Regions from separate parts of the Rattus norvegicus genome. Here region 2 is linked to region 1. Evidence: chromatin contacts called from public Hi-C data. All regions are on one chromosome and are shown on one strand. Each heading gives the region's core, a stretch centred on a gene start, on an enhancer-like site or on the middle of the called end of the contact. The rest is flanking DNA. Distances are from core to core; before and after follow the strand shown. Region 1 overlaps Epc1 (enhancer of polycomb homolog 1). Region 2 overlaps Epc1 (enhancer of polycomb homolog 1).

The links. Hi-C and Micro-C count contacts between places; a contact is called where the count stands out from the background.
Region 2: a Hi-C map of liver shows a contact between it and region 1, with 3 times the contacts expected there. The contact joins two enhancer-like sites. A contact is called at or near these places in 9 of 12 Hi-C or Micro-C datasets (the A7r5 cell line, frontal cortex, hepatocytes and 4 more).

What each region holds. Positions count from the first base shown.
Region 1 is chr17:59,211,563-59,214,092 of GRCr8, reverse strand. Epc1 (enhancer of polycomb homolog 1) reads left to right here. Exons shown (of 14, transcript NM_001309462.1): 7 at 1,229-1,402; 8 at 1,483-1,572; 9 at 1,649-1,797. Among named protein-coding and RNA genes, the nearest start is that of Epc1, 77 kb to the left of the region's middle. Within about 2 kb of position 1,257, at least 1 of the 93 cell types and tissues checked has an H3K27ac peak or open chromatin away from gene starts, as enhancers often do. A contact at or near this core is called in liver, where this site is marked.
Region 2 is chr17:59,245,097-59,247,626 of GRCr8, reverse strand. The region is part of intron 1 of Epc1 (enhancer of polycomb homolog 1); the gene reads left to right. Among named protein-coding and RNA genes, the nearest start is that of Epc1, 43 kb to the left of the region's middle. Within about 2 kb of position 1,261, at least 1 of the 93 cell types and tissues checked has an H3K27ac peak or open chromatin away from gene starts, as enhancers often do. A contact at or near this core is called in liver, where this site is marked.

The DNA.
Region 1 (2,530 bases), core at 8-2,507:
CTGATAAATGCACCTTAGCAGGGAAGGTTTTCATATACTTGTGACCTAACATGTATCATTTAACTCAGACTTAGCATTCCATTTCAATTGAGGAAATAATGTGATCTGCTAATCATTTATTATCTAACCTGTTCTGTTTAATATTTTGTGTCTGTGATTTTTTTTTTTTTTTATAATTTGGTGTATAATTTACCGTACCATTTGGAATGGTGGTTTCTGCAGCATAGACTTTTTCCCTATCAGAGCACTGACCAAGACTATTTCAAACATGTTGGTTTTGAAGTATTGAACTGTTGAACAGATAAATAGAAGTATTCTCTTTGGTAATCACAAATGGTGGCTATTAATCCCAGCAGAAGCTGTGCCTGGCAGATCTCTTGAGGTTGAGACACAGCCTGGTCTACATAGTGAGTTTCAGGCTAGCCAAGGCTACTCAGTGAAACACCTCTATCCAATTACCTCTGCCAAAAAAAAAAAAAAAAAAAAAAAAAATGCTAAAGGCCATGTTCCAAATACTTGTGTGCTCATAATTTCCAGTCCTGCATAGTACAGTTTTCCTTGTTTTTATATTGAAGTCTATTGTCCACCTGTCTGAAATATATGGCCTTACAAATCACTTCAAAGGTGTTACTTTGATTTTTATATTTTGGGATTTAACTCGGATTCTAATTGTACAACATTCATTGTTCGTCTGTATGTTCCAGAGACATGAGCCATGCATGTGGTTCTGGTTTACCTTAAATCCTTCTAAGTCAAGACAGAGTCATTAGTGGAATAGGCCTGCTGTTTTGAACATTTTCTTATTTAAATTTTCATTCAAACTGTTTTGTTGTCTGGCTGGAGAGCTGGGTGAGCAGTTAGGAGTGCCCATTGTTCCTGCAGAGGACCTGGGTGCAGTTGAGTTGCCAGCACCTACGTGAGATGGCATACAGTTCTGTAATTCCAGTTCCAGGGGGTCTGACAGTCTCTGGCTTTTGAAGACACCTGCACATACACATACACTTTTAAGTCTTTTAAGCAAATGTTTGTTTTGAACAGAGCAAATGTAGATTATTAGGGGAAACTGAGACTGACCCTCTGAGGGTAGGGGGGCCACCAGAGGGTTGCCTGAGCCTCTTTTAATAGTTCAAGCACTTGGCTCCCCAAGTAATAATTAACTCAAGCTGTTAAGAGGTTGCAGTTGTGGGGTGTGCTTTCGCTGTGTGACCGACTCGTGTCTGTGTTGCAGCAAGATAAGGCTGATCTTATTCGGCCGAAGCGCAAATATGAAAAGAAGCCCAAAGTCTTACCGTCGTCTGCTGCCGCACCCCAGCAGCCAAGTCCTGCTGCACTGCCAGGCTTCAGTGCTAAAGACTTAAACCAGTACGACTTCCCCAGCTCAGATGAAGAGCCTCTGTCACAGGTAAACAGAAGACCAGCTCTCTGCACACAGAAGAGGAACATAGAACCCGCATGTTTGACCTCTCGTTGCTTTATTTCAAGGTTTTGTCTGGCTCTTCAGAAGCTGAGGAAGAGAATGACCCTGATGGCCCTTTCGCTTTCCGTAGGAAAGCAGGCTGTCAGTACTATGCTGTAAGTGTCAGACTTTCTGTAAACAACAAACAGCAGACAGACTGACAAAATACAATAATTTGGATTTTTTTTTTAGCCTCATTTAGACCAAACTGGCAACTGGCCCTGGACTAGCCCTAAAGATGGAGGCCTGGGGGATGTGCGATATAGATATTGCTTAACTACTCTCACCGTACCCCAGAGGTGTCTTGGATTTGCACGAAGACGGGTCGGGCGCGGTGGAAGGTAACGCGCTTCTGCTTTCCTTGCACCAGCATGCTTTTTAGACATTGGAGTCAGAGTTTAAACTGAGGCCCTTCTTGTGAACAGAGTCTAGAAGCTCCAGCTTGCTATGCTTAGCAGAGCTGTCTACATGTTCCCTTTGCACTCCCAACGTCCTCACACACTACACTGCGTAGTCCCTACAGGCCCGTGTGGGTTCTTATCTCCCCAAGCTTCTTAGCACCTGAGTTATCACAGAGTAGAATCCCAAGAAAGGACAAGTATACTTGTGTGTACACACTCAGGATTGGTTCAGGAGACTACAACCAAAGTCGCTGAGTTCTGGGGAAAACCTTACGTTAACTACTGCAGTGACCACTTAACTTTGCTGCTCATGGCCTCAGTTTGTCAGGATGTGGTTCTGGGGTCTGAAATAGAATATTTCATACATGGAGTGGAGGAGAGAAGGAACTGCAAAGCACAGAAAAGTTTTGGTTGAAAGACAATTTGAAAAAAAGAACTTTGTCCAACATTGAGCTTTGAGGCTAAAAGAACCAGAGCCAACAAGATGACTCAGTGGGAAGAAGCGGTTGCCACCAAGGTGACAGCCTGAGTTCTGTCCCCAGGACTCACCTGGTGGAAGGAGAAAAGCAACTCTTGGGAATTGTCCTGTGGCTGCTGCGTGCACGCCGTGCTCTGCTCCGTGTGCTGTGCGCATACAGTGTGAGAGTCAAACGCTGCAGTGATGAACTTGCTC
Region 2 (2,530 bases), core at 12-2,511, 34 kb before region 1:
CCTCTGCTCCGAAAAAAAAAAAAAGAAAGAACTTAATATTAAGGTAACAAATGTTTCTTAAATGAATGTTTAAATAGTTTTGGGAGCCAGGTGTGGTAGCTCATACCTCTAGTCCCAGCACTCAGGAGGCAGAGGCAGGTGGAGTTCTGTGAGTTCAAGACCAACCTCTTTTACAAAGTGAGTTCTGGGGCAACCAAAGCCACATAGGGTTTCAACCCTATCTCAAAAACAAAAACAAACAAAAAAAGTTCTGGGGAACTTAAGCATTCACCAACATCATATTCTAAATGACACCTATCATTGGCGTTTTGAGAGTAAAACTAAAAGTAGACTTTAAGATATGGGTTATGGGCTGGAGAGATGGCTCAGCCGTTAAAGGCTAGGCTCACAACCAAAAATATAAGATATGGGTTATATGGAGGACATGAGAGTGTCATGAACTCTCTTGAAGTATAACCTGTGAAGTCCTGTGTTCAGTGTGCCAACTTGCACTTTTGAAAATGTGTTCTCAGAATGCGATGCTGATACTATGCTGTCTGCACACATGGCTTATCCCTCATAGTGCTTAAAACTCAGGTGATAAATTACATAGAGGTCTGTTCTTAAACTCCCAGTTTTAAAGATGAGAAGTAATTATTTTAGTTTACAGCAGTTATGTTCCTTCCATAATGAAAATAAGCCAAGTTGAAGTTCCTGAAAAGTCACGTTGCTCTAATTCTCAAAATTAATTTCCTACTTGAATTAAAAATTTTTGCATCCATTTTTATCTCTTTGATCTGGAAATAAAGATTGATGGCAAATGCTTTTGCTACCTGCAGTAACGCTCCCATCTGCCACCTGGCAGTGGGACACACACTGAGAAATTTGTTTAAGTTTCCTGACTTTTGTGAAGTTTTCCTTGTAATACATTTGCACTAAAATAAAAGGTTTTTTTTCTCCTGTATATCAGGAAATATTAAAGAATCAGCTTTGTAAATACACTTTCATTTGATGTGTTTGTCCCATAGCCTTTGTTTGGTTCTGTTTGTACATGGTCAAACTTTGTAACCCTGGCGGGCCATGAACTCTCTGGTCTTCCCAGCCTTACCGTCCTCAGTGCTGGAGTTATAGGCACATGGCACAGTTTTATAAAGAGAATTACTAGACTTTATTAGAGATGTCTTGACATGAGCTCTTTCTTACTCAGCTAAACAGACTGGTGTTAAACCACCCTTTCACTGAGTGTACATGTTCAGCTTTGGTAAGTCCCAGTGGAAAGGTTAGTCTGGCAAGAAGTCGAGGATTTAATTGGACGAGTCTGCCAGGCTAACAAACATTGCCAATACCATGTGTCTAAAGGAACTTCCTAAAAATTCCTAATGTTCTAGCAGGCACAAGTGCTTGCCACGAGTGCCTGATGACCTGCATGCAATCGCCAGAACCCATAGGAAAATGGAAGGAGCCACCCACGTACACACACATCATACAAAGAATGCTAATACACTTTTAAAAATGGTTATTGTCATTCCCACTGCTATGCCACTTCCCTAGTTTAAGAGACTACGTCTCACTCAGCTGTAAAGTTCCTAACTAAGCTTTCCAAAATTCTAGTTGCTGCCTCCTCTATTCAGAAGTCAGTTCTTTGAAGACAGGAAAACTGTTGCTGCTGGTTTTGAAGTGATGTGTGATGCTGTGCTGGCTAGTTTTATGTCAACTTGACACAAGCTAGAGATATCTGAAAGGAGGGACCTCAGTTGAGAAAATGCTTCCTTAAGATCTAGCTGTAAGGCACTTTATTAGTAGGAGAGGACCCAGACCACTGTGGATGGGACTGTTCGTGAGCTGGTGGTCCTGGGGTTTGTCTTTCTTATTTTTTCAAAAAAAGGAAGCAGACTGAGCCAGCCATGAGGAGTAAGCCAATAAGCAGCACTCTGTCGTGCATCAGCTTTTGCTTCCACATGCCCCGTCCTGACTTTCTTCAGCGATAGACTCTATGATGGGAAAGTATACGCCAAAGAAACTCTCTGCTCCCCAACTTGCTTCTGGTGTTTCATCACAGCAGAGAAATGCTAACGAGGACAGATGCTCTGGGCTTTTGTCATCTGGCCTGTTTCTCTGTACTTCTGAAGGCTTCAGGGTCTTCTTTATTTCCATTGTTAAAGCATTTCTCGACCATTCCCCTGCTGAGTTTACTAATGGTCCCTTCCTTGGTTGTACATTATGCGACTGAGAGTCACAGGCTGCCACAATTGCTGCTGACGCTTCTGTTTTATATAAATTGGTTGCTACAGTCTTTTACTACAGGAGTCTGAGCTCCAGCTACCATTAGCAGTGGATTTTAATGTCTATTATTTCTGACTAGGTTGGTTAACTTATTCATGCATTGCTAGCCAGTCTAGCCCAAGGCTGTGTTTGTTCCTATTGCACTTCCAAGTTCTATCAAGATGCTGGTTTTGCCATGTGATTGCTATGAGACAAGTTTCTTAACGACTAGGCTTCATCACTACACTCCTGTCACTTACAGTGCAGATCCATAAGTATGACTGGCATA